Linked DNA regions of Sus scrofa: regions 2 and 3 are each linked to region 1. Evidence: chromatin contacts called from public Hi-C and HiChIP or PLAC-seq data. All regions are on one chromosome and are shown on one strand. The core of a region is the stretch at or near the end of the contact, and the rest is flanking DNA. Distances in the headings are between cores, read along the strand shown.

What was found. A called contact is a pair of places that touch in the nucleus more often than the background predicts. HiChIP or PLAC-seq counts read pairs in DNA pulled down with a chosen protein or histone mark.
Region 2: a contact with region 1 is called in an H3K27ac HiChIP or PLAC-seq map of alveolar macrophages. The contact joins the promoter of PKD2 here to the enhancer-like site in region 1. A contact is called at or near these places in 1 of 5 promoter capture datasets (fetal liver), 8 of 47 Hi-C or Micro-C datasets (blood, epiblast stem cells, fetal heart ventricle and 5 more) and 2 of 2 datasets of contacts at active chromatin or transcription factors (alveolar macrophages and skeletal muscle).
Region 3: a contact with region 1 is called in a Hi-C map of retroperitoneal adipose tissue, with 2.2 times the contacts expected there. The contact joins two enhancer-like sites. A contact is called at or near these places in 1 of 5 promoter capture datasets (fetal liver), 13 of 47 Hi-C or Micro-C datasets (alveolar macrophages, blood, epiblast stem cells and 7 more) and 2 of 2 datasets of contacts at active chromatin or transcription factors (alveolar macrophages and skeletal muscle).

Annotation. Positions count from the first base shown.
Region 1 is chr8:130,825,927-130,829,386 of Sscrofa11.1, forward strand. No RefSeq gene overlaps it. Among named protein-coding and RNA genes, the nearest start is that of ABCG2, 26 kb to the right of the region's middle. Within about 2 kb of position 1,660, at least 9 of the 83 cell types and tissues checked have an H3K27ac peak or open chromatin away from gene starts, as enhancers often do. A contact at or near this core is called in alveolar macrophages and retroperitoneal adipose tissue, where this site is marked.
Region 2 is chr8:131,057,003-131,060,462 of Sscrofa11.1, forward strand. It overlaps PKD2 (polycystin 2, transient receptor potential cation channel), which reads right to left and starts at 1,930. Exons shown (of 15, transcript NM_001245979.1): 1 at 1,158-1,930. The coding sequence starts at 1,758.
Region 3 is chr8:131,035,251-131,038,710 of Sscrofa11.1, forward strand. It overlaps PKD2 (polycystin 2, transient receptor potential cation channel), which reads right to left. Exons shown (of 15, transcript NM_001245979.1): 4 at 1,816-2,066. Among named protein-coding and RNA genes, the nearest start is that of PKD2, 22 kb to the right of the region's middle. Within about 2 kb of position 1,796, at least 2 of the 83 cell types and tissues checked have an H3K27ac peak or open chromatin away from gene starts, as enhancers often do. A contact at or near this core is called in retroperitoneal adipose tissue, where this site is marked.

The DNA of each region.
Region 1 (3,460 bases), core at 410-2,909:
AAGAAAAAGATAAAATTAAAAATTAAGGAGTTCCCTTTGTGGCATGGCGAAAACAAATCTGACTAGGAACCATGAGGTGGCGGGTTCGATCCCTGGCCTTGTTCAGTGGGTTAAGGATCTGGTGTTGCCTGGAGCTATGGTGTAGGTCGAAAATGCGGCTAGAATCTGGTGTTATGGCTGTGGTGTACGCCAGCAGCTACATCTCTGATTCGACCCCTAGCCGGGGAACCTCCATATGCCTTGGGTGTGGCCCTAAAAAACTAACTAAATAAATAAAAATTAAGGAGTTTCTGTTGTGGCTCAGGGGTAACAAACCCGACTAGTATCCATGAGGACGTGCGTTCAATCCCTGGCCTCACTCAGTGGGTTGGGGATCTAGAATTGCTGTGACCTGTGGCCATAGATGTGGCTTGAATCCCACATTGCTGTGGCTGTGGTGTAGGCTGGCAGCTGCAGCTCTGATTCGACCCCTAGCCTGGGAACTTCCATGTGCAGCAGGTGTGGCCCTAACATGACAAAATAAATAAATAAATATTAAAAAAAAAAATACCCACTACGCTAGTGACTCAGCCAATGAGAAAATGTCATCACTTCAAATTCTCACTTTTCTTCAATGGACTTTGATTCTAAACTACCTCTCCCAACTTCTCCTATTTTCTATGTAAAATAATGTTCCTTTCCTCTGTTCATTGGACTTGCCTATGGTATTTGCCATTTTGGTCCATTTTGTTTTATAATTCTCTGCTATTCCCAGGTAAGTCCATTTATTTTGCCAGTAAAATAGCTGACTTTCATTTTTAAGATCAACACTAGAATATTTTAAACACATAAAAGAAGTATAGAGAATACTGTAATAGTTATGTTCCCATTGTATGGATTTAATATATTAGCATCAGTCTATTCTCTGCCAAGGAATTCTTTTAAAATATAAATCAATCAAGTCACTTTTCTTCTCAAAGCCCTCCACTGGTTTTCTACATCCAAATACATGCTCAAGAGTTCCCATTGTGGTTCAGTGGGTTAAAAATGTGACTAGTATCCGTGAGGATTCGGGTTTGATCCCTGGCCTTGCTCAGTGGGTTAAGTATCTGGCATTGCCTTGATCTGTGGCATAGGTCAAAGATGTGGCTCAGATCCCCTGTTGCTGTGACTGTGGCACAGGCCAGCAGCTGCAGCTCTGATTCAACCCCTTACACGGGAACTTCCATATGCTGAAAGTATGGCCATAAAAAGAAAAACAAACAAACAAAAGCTCAAAGCATCAACGAACCCTATACCATCTGCCTCTGCATTTACCTCCCAGTCTCCTCCATGTCTCCCTCTCATTACTGATACCTTAGCTCGATTACCTTGCTGCGCCCTGAAGATGCCAAGCACTTCCAAACTCAGAGATTTGGCCTACTGCTCCCTCTGTAGCACTACTGTGATCTCAGTCTACTCATTACAGTTAAGTTTAGTTGTAAGACCGTGATATAAAACAGGATGGGTGTTTATCTCTCTTGTTCAAGAAACCCAGAGGTAGACATTCCAGAGACAGTGTAGTAATTCCAGGGTTTCAGGAACTCTCATTCCTTCTATGTTGTTGCTTTGCCACATGTAGCTTCTATGCTCAGTCATCTCGTGCTCCAAAATAGTGATGGGAACTCCAGTCATGTTTGGATTCCAGCCAACAGGAAAGAGGAAGAGAGAAAGAACACTCTATGTTTCTATAAATGTTGGGTAAAGGAGGAAATGGAACATCTGATTTTTTAAAAAATGGTTTTTTGAAGATAAACGTTTGCTGTCTAAGTAAAATCCCATCTACCTTCATGGGAGCCTCAGGGAATGATAACAAAGTGCTACTTTAAACCAAATGTATTTCTAAACATCCTACTAGTAAAAATGTAGTTAAGCTTAATCTTTTTGTAACACCTGTTGCCCAGGAGAATTAGATTTTTTTTTTTTTTTTTTGCTTTTGCTTTTTTAGGGTCACACCTGCGGCATATGGAATTTCCCAGGCTAGGGGTTGAATAGCTGCCGGCTTACACCACAGCCAAAGCCACACCAGATCCCAGATGCAACTGGGACCTACACCACAGCTCACAGCAATGCCAGATCCTTAACCCACTGAGTGAGGCCAGGGATTGAACCTGTGTGCGTCCTCATGAATACTAGCTGGGTTCATAACATGCTGAGCCGTGATGGGAAATCCCTAGATTTTTTTTTTCTTCACACCAGAAACAGTTAAATTTTTTTTTAAATAAATGCACATGGAGTTCCCGTCGTGGCACAGTGGTTAGCAAATCCGACTAGGAACCATGAGGTTGCAGGTTCGGTCCCTGCCCTTGCTCAGTGGGTTGACGATCCGGCGTTGCCGTAAGCTGTGGTGTAGGTCGCAGACGCGGGCTCGGATCCAGCATTGCTGTGGCTCTGGCATAGGCTGGTGGCTGTAGCTCTGATTCGACCCCTAGCCTGGGAACCTCCATATGCCGCGGGAGCAGCCCAAGAAATAGCAAAAAGACAAAAATAAAAAAAAATAAAAATAAAATAAATGCACAACTCCAATATATTAAAATATATTTATTAATATTTATATATTAAAATGTACACATTTACTATTAGGAAGTCAGTCAATAAAAACAGTATTTTTGATGAGCACAGAAATATTGTGAGAAGGGTTTATTATAGTTGCAGAAAGCCTCTGAAATAAATTTATTTCTGCATTTGGTCATACAGTATTGAGAAAAATCTGATTCAGATGAGTAGTTGGAGATAGTTCAGGTTTTTGTATTGTTTTGTTCATCTTACAATTTTATGATTTTTCTCTGATTAAACAGAGATGACAAGAGAAGATTTATTCTGAGATACATATAAAAATGACCCAAGTTGGAGTTCCCTTTGTGTCTCAGTGGTTAATGAAGATGCGGGTTTGATCCCTGGCCTCGCTCAGTGCGTTAAGGATCTGGCGTTGCTGTGGCTGTGGAGTAGGCTGGCGGCTACAGCTCTGATTTGATCCCTAGCCTGGGAACTTCCATGTGCCTCAGGTGGGGCCCTAAAAAAGCAAAAATTAAAAAAAAAAGAAAAAGAAAATAAATTACAGTGACCCAAGTTAACACATAGGCTTCCAGTGTGATGTATGAGAGGGCACACTACCTATAATTTTATGCAGTTTCTTAAAAGTCTTAAATGAATAGATATGTGCATATGTATGTGTGTATACACACACACATATATTTTGTTTATTGGCTTTAAACTACTTTAAAATTGCTTCCTTGAAAATTATATACCATACATTTTAAGTGTACAAGTCAATGAATTTTAGTAAATTTGTAGAGTTGTGTACCCCTTTTCTACCACCTCAGATAGCTCACAGTAAATGTTTGCTTACTGGTACCAGGTGCAGAGCCTGGGCCTTCTCTCCTGTATTTCCCGACCTTCCAGCTGGGAGGAGTGGATGGTCTGGAAGCCAGTGTGCCAGTGT
Region 2 (3,460 bases), core at 680-3,179, 230 kb after region 1:
TTTTTGAAAAAAATCCAAAAACTGGGGATCAGAGAGGTTAGGCAGTTTGCCTGACGTCTCAGCGACCGCGTGGCAGAACTGGGATTTGGGTATCGGAGGGACTTGGGGTTAATCACATGTCTATAAAAACACCAGGATTGTCTTTTGTGCAAGACTTTCAAAACTGACAGGAGAAGAGAAGGGGAAATTTCAAAAGAACTGAGAATGGTCAAGTATTAAAAGTGGAGATGACAGTCATTTGGATGGAAAGAGCCAATGCAACTCGTTTCCAAGGATGCCTCTGACAAAACTTTGCAAAAACAGGCTCCCATCTGCTCTTGGAAAAACTGTGTCCTGTTAACAGGCACTGGTAAATTCCAAAATGCCTCTGCTGCCTTTTGGCGGGTTGGGTGCACTGAACTCGACACATCTACCCACAGGTGGTATCTGATGACGTCACTGTTTCACCGGAATTTCAAAGAACGTCAGTTATTGAAAAACATCCTTAACAACGTTAACATTCACTTTGCAACTATTTTAGACAAAGAATTAGAATTGCAGGCCAAATAACAGACATTATTTTATCCTATTCGTGGTGTTCTCAAAAAACAGCTCCCTCTCCCGCAAACAACCGTGCACAACACCAAACCATCAATAACTACTCAATGGCCCTCCTCCCGCTGAACTGCCTACCCTTTCCAGAATCGGATAAGGGGCACTAGGGCATCCAGGCCGGCGGAAGACCATGGGTACTAGGACAAATTTTTCTACTAGGTAGAAAATTAGGTAAAATGAGCAAATATGTGCTTGCAACCACCATCTGTATTAGTCTGTTTTTCTTTTCCCTAACAAGAAAAAAAAAAAAAAATCTCCAGATGTACCCTTTCACTCTACTACGGCTTTCACTATTTCCAAAGGTAAAGATAAGCAGGCACGTCTTCCTTTAGAAGAAGGAGGTATCCAATAAGTTTGCACCAACAAGGGCGCCCTGGAATTCAGCGATGGGCACCGGAAATAGAGCAGCTTTAGCAGAGGTGGGGAAGGCGCTTCCAGGGGAGGCGGGGACGCAATGGGTACGCGAGGTGGAGCCCCCGGAAAGCTGCCCCGGCGGGCGATGGCTCCCGCGGCGCCCGCGGTTCTGGTTCGTGCATCAGCCGCTGCGGGTCCCGCGCGCTTACCTCGCAGCCCGCGAACCAGCCTCTCGGCCCAGGCCACTCGGGGCGGTTGCCCATCCAGGGGGAGGTGGCGGTGCAGCGGGTCCCCGCCGCCGGCCGGGCTGGGGCTCGGCGGGCCCTGGTCCTCTCGCCGGCGCCGCCTCCCGCTCGGATGGCCGGCGCCGTGGAAGCTCCCCAGCCCCCGGCCCCGGGCGCCCGCGGAGCTCACGGCCGAAGAGGCTGCGGACCTCCGGCTGCCCGGGCGCCACTCCACGTCCATCTCCACTACCATGCCCCCTTCTTCTCCCTCCACCTCGTCTTCCTCCTCCTCCTCCTCGGCCTCGAAGCCGGGGTTGTCGCGGCTCCACGCCTGCCGCGAGCACGACGAGAGCGGAGGAGAGGGAGAGGCCGAGGCTCCGGCCGGAGGGTCCCGCGCGGCCGCCTGCCGGATGCGCTCCATCTCGATCTCCAGGCCCCTTTGCTCGCGGAGGCCGCCCGGGGCCGCGAGGCCAGCGCCCGCGGCCCCGCCGCCCGCCATCAGCCGCCCGGGGCCCGCCGTTCGGGGCGCCGCCGGCCGCTGGGCGTCCCCGGGCTGCTGCGGCTGCACGCGGCTCGAGTTCACCATCGCGGTCACTGGCTGCAGGCGCGCCCTCGCCCGGTGCCCCGCTCGGCGCTGCCCGCTGCAGGAGCCATGTTCTTTTCTTCCCGGGGCCCGCGGCTCCTGCTCCCCGCCCCCGACCTCCCCGCGGTCCCGCGTCCCTCGCCCGCCCCCTCGGCCCGCCTCCCCCTCGCCTCGCCTCGCCCGGCGGCCGCCGCGCGCTGCAGGGGGAGGCGCAAGGCAGCCGCCCCCGTGGTCCGCGCGCTCGGCGCGCGGCGCCCGGGTCCGCGTTCCAAGTGCAGCCTGAGCCCGGGCGCGGGCGGCCGCATTCCTTTCGGGTGGAAGGGCTCGGGCGGGGAGGGACTCGCCGAGCCGTCCGTCCACCCGCGAGCCAAGGGCTTCTGGAGCTGTCCCTGGCTGCGCGACCCTGAAATAAGGCTTGGGTCTCCGTTCCCCCCACCCAGCCACTTCTGCCTCGATTTACCAAAGTGCGGGGAGAGGGGTGAACCATTTTAGGGGACGGTGGTGCGAACAGGCGAAACCCAGCCTGCGCTGGTCTGCAGCGGAGGCAAAGGAAAGCTTTGACTTGAAAACGACCAACTAGCCCCTAACGCTGACTAACTTGGCGCTTGGCGGCCCTCCTCGTCCCGACTCTGCTGCCTTTCGGATGGTTTCTTTAATCTTTGGTTGGCTCCTCTCTCCACACATTGTGGGAACCGCAAGGATTCGGCCTTGGGGCTCTCGGATCGCTGGTGCTCCGCGTGATCTCAGCCGTCCCCTTCCCACCACCGCATCTGCTGCAGCCGGGACTGACCTGGGAGTAACAGAATCGCATGCCAGGTCCGAGCTCCGGCGCTTAATTCCCGCTCTGTGGAGCACATCCAGCTCGATGCTTGGCAGCTGTCTCCAACTGCACCCATCCCAAACTAAATTTATCCTTCCCCCTCTTCTTTCCAGCCTGCCTCACCTCCTGTATCCCCAGGTGAGATCTGAGGCATCCTCACTCCCACTTCTGCAGGGTTGCCTCACCTTTCTCCTCTTCTCCTCCACATCATTTCCCCCGACTTGTGTTACTTCTGCCCCACAAATGTCTCCCTGATAGGACCTCTGTTGCTTATTCCCATTGGCAGTAATGTAGCCCAGAACCCCGATGGCTTGTTTTAGTCTGTCAGTTCCACCATCATCCTTCACTTTGGGGTCCCCACTGTTTCCAAATTGTGTTTCCAGAACCAAACCTGCTTGTGTCACGTTGATGCTTCGACACCTGTGGAGGCTTCTGCCAGCTTAAAGGTTAACATTTAATGTCCGTATCTTGATTTAGTGAATTTTCAAAACCTTCTTCTATGTGTGTGTGTATAAGGTATATATATTTTTATATGTATACATATTTATAAATATATATATGCGCACACACACACATATGTGTGTGTGTATACATTTTTTTCTTCTAGGGCTGTCATAATGGGGTACCACAGACTGGGTGTCTCTAACCACAGACATTAATTTTTCTCACAATTCTAGAGGCTGGAAGTCTAAGATCAAGGTGTCGGCAGGGTTGGTTTCTTCTGAGGCGTTGCTCCTGGGCTTGTAGATGGGATACAGCCTTCACTCTGTCTTCATGTCATCTTCCCTCTGTGTCTGTGTCCCAGTTTCCTCTTCTTACGAGGACACCAGTCAGGTTTGTTTAGGGCCCACGCTAATGATCTCACTTATAACTTCATGACCTTTT
Region 3 (3,460 bases), core at 546-3,045, 210 kb after region 1:
GCTGCAGGTTTGTCTCCCTCCCCCCCGCAAAAAAGAAAGACAAGACAGGGATCTGATGGAATCAGGGCACAAAAGAGAAGGAGGAGGTGGCAGAATTAAGAGAACTCCAAGTTCAGGGTCACTCATCAGAGACAAAAGCACAAGCAATCGACAGCTGCATCCTGCAGAGAGGCTGAGGAGGAGGAGGCTGGGAAGGCCGATCATTCCTCGGATCAGCAAACTGAACAAAACTGCTGGCAGCTTCCAAGAGAGATGTCGACAGCCAGGGCTTAAGCTTGAAGGGGTGAATTGACGGTAGGGCGGTGGCCAGTGAAGACTATGCTTTGAGAGGTCTGGGGTTGAAGGGAAGGCGAAATGGGAGTACCTCAGAGCCTGGCAAGACCAGGGATGCTTTAGATACACACTGGAAGAATCCCTTTTGCAGCCCAGCCTGCAGAAGGAATCACTTACTCACTGTGCATCCAACAGATAGTGGATGTTCCAGGCATTGTTCGAAGCCTCAGAAATACAGCAGTGAACAAAGCAGGGTCCCCGCCCTCGAGAATCCTGAATTCTGATGGGAAGCGGAGGGCAGAAGCAGCCACCCCAGCGACATAATTCATATGGAAGAAGTAACATAGAAGAAATAGGGGTTTTGGAGTCAGGCGGGTTACATCCCAGCCTGGTTCGCTTTTCTAGCAGTGACACTTTGGGTAAGTGAGCCTCTGTTTTTCATCTATAACACGGAGCTGAGATCCCTTTCACAGTTGTTTTATGAAAAGTAGAGGAGATTCAGTTCTTAAATAGCATCCGGCAGGGCGCAGAGGCTGCATAAATCTCTTTTTGGTGACACGCTAAGAGATAAGCGCAAGCTACTGCTTTGCTGAAACTAGAAAAAGGAGCACAAGAGACCAAAATCACTATCATGACCTGGAAAAAACGTCTTTTGAGACTCAGCTTCTTTACTCTAAACCTTCTGATGTTTACGAAGTTTGTTTCTTATAGGGCTGCGTACTAAAAAGGGTGTGTCCTGGATGGCAGGCAAAGAATCTGAATCAGAAAAAGGGTTTGCCCCCCACCGTGTGTTCACCAATCTGGATTCCCATGTCTCAGTTCCCGAGAAAGGGATCTAGAGGTGAAAGAACTGGCTCAGCCAAGCTTAAAAGACAGTTCTAACCACAGTGACTCCTTCGGGACAGGTGCCTGAAAGGTCCTCCTTGGGACAGCCTGAGAGATGGTCTCATTTTTTTATAATAACTATAGTCACTCCAGAAATAATGACTGTCTTCCTTCACACACAAGATGTTTTAAGTATGGTTACCAAAGAGCAGCCCAAATGCCTGCCAACACGCACAATGCAGATGCGCGCTCAAAAATCACAAACACACGTCTGAGGACAGACGTTAAACCAGACAGTGACGCCTGCCTCACACGCTTACCATACACTTTAAATAACTGGACTCTGAACACAAAATTTCTTTCTAAGCGCCGATAAAAAAGAATTTCTGTCCCAGAAACTTTTCCAGTGACAACCTAGCGAACCATGTGACTGCATCTATAGAAACAGGATGGAGGCCTCGTAAACCTTCAAACCTTCGAAAGCTCAAGAAGCTTCTTTCCTACGGGTCACAGAGGCAATGATTTAGCCTTTTGCAAAATACGTACGCAGAAGCTGAAAGGGGGTAGACGGTGTAGAAAACCTGGGACACTGACGTTTGGCCAGAGCCTTAACAATAAGCACTGGCAGCATCTCCTCCCTGGGGAAGGGGCTGGAGAATGAAAGGTCGGAGCATCTCTGAGAGGCCAGGGCCCGCGGCCAGAGCCACCGACACTTACGCGGTTCCATTTCTTGGACCAAATGGAGCCCTGTCCTCACTGCTGACGGAGTAGACGTCGTAGCACTCTTTAATCTCATCTCTCAAGTCCTGGGGGATGGAACAGGATCCATTTCTGACTCTCAGCTGCCGTATACGAGGAACCCCTAACAGAAGGTTCTCGTAGTAGATGAAGCTTCGGTTATGGGCTTCCGTTCCGTTGCTGGGCTGTGTCTTCCAGTAGAGCCCGTCCAACAAGGCGCCTTCTGCGAACTAAAAGCAAAGGAAACATTTTTGAGAGGCTCCCAGCTCAGAGGCCGCCTTGCTCCTTCCTGGAAGGTCTGTGTCACCAAGAGCTCAGCAACTGCGTGAACCTGGTAGCATGACAAGGGTGGGTCTTGCTGTCAGAGGTGTGGGTGGATCCTGCCCCGTCATTGTCTTGGTAGCTGGGAGGCCCTGAGCATCTGCAGTGTCTATCCTTTGTAGGGTTGTTACTCCTGACACAGTGTGGGGGCTTCATAAATGGTAACTCTGATTTTCAGTCTGGTTCTAAAGGCTGGGGAGAGGGTGCCGTTTGCATAAATCCATAACCATGATCAATTTCACCTTCCCTCATTAAAACAGCAGCCCTCACAGTCATGGCTCGCGACCATTAGAGAAGAAAAGACTATATAGTTTTGATGACCCATCTGCTATCTGGTGGATTTGTGTGTGTGTGTGTGTGTGTGTGGTCTTTTTAGGGCTGCATCTGTGGCACATGGAAGTTCCCAGGCTAGAGGATGAATCGGAACTGCAGCTGCCGGCCTATGCCAGAGCAACACCGGATCCGAGATGCGCCCGCCACCTACACCACAGCTCACCGCAAAGCCAGAGCCTTAACTCCCTGAGTGAAGCCAGAGATGGAACCTACATCCTCATGGATTGCTGGTCAAATTCGTTTCTGCTGCGCCTCAACAGGAACTCCTGCTGGATCTTTCCACTGTCTGGACTATTTTTTCCCACGGTGAATGCTCTATCCCCTCTGCCCCTCCATTTACACAGCGTGGCACGCTATCACGGAGCCGTGTGGGTGGGAGAAGTCTCTCCTTCATTGGTCTAAGGGGGAAAACAGACCCAGCTGTTTCTCAGCGCTTCATCCTGATGAGATGATCAATAGTGATCTGTCCCCTTGGGGTGGGAAAAATTCATATTCTGCAAGTGTGGTTTTGGATGCCAAGTATTTTCAGGCATTCGTTGGTATATTGAGGTTCTTGTAATCCAGTTCCTCGGACTTTAAAAACAACAGCTCTGACCTCAGGGTTTAATAAAAATTTCAGAAGGAATTTCCCCAGGAAGAAGCAATCATTTCCAGCTTCTCTCCCCATTTTTTTAGATTCTGAGCCTATCTCCCCGATCAGCTGAATATTTCTCCTATGGTATCTCTCACTGCCGTTTCTCTATTATTCTGTTGGCATTTGTGACAATTTGGAAAGGGACTGGGCTGAATTTTACATTAGAGGTCTTTGAAAGAATGTGCCTGCCTTGCATCAGGTACTGCTCTTGGGTACATGCCACCATCAACAAAGAGACAGAAACAAAGCAAGACAAAACAACCATATTCTGCCCTCATGGACCTTACATCCTAGGAGTTACGTGACAAACATTTATTGGGCCATGAGTGACTGAAT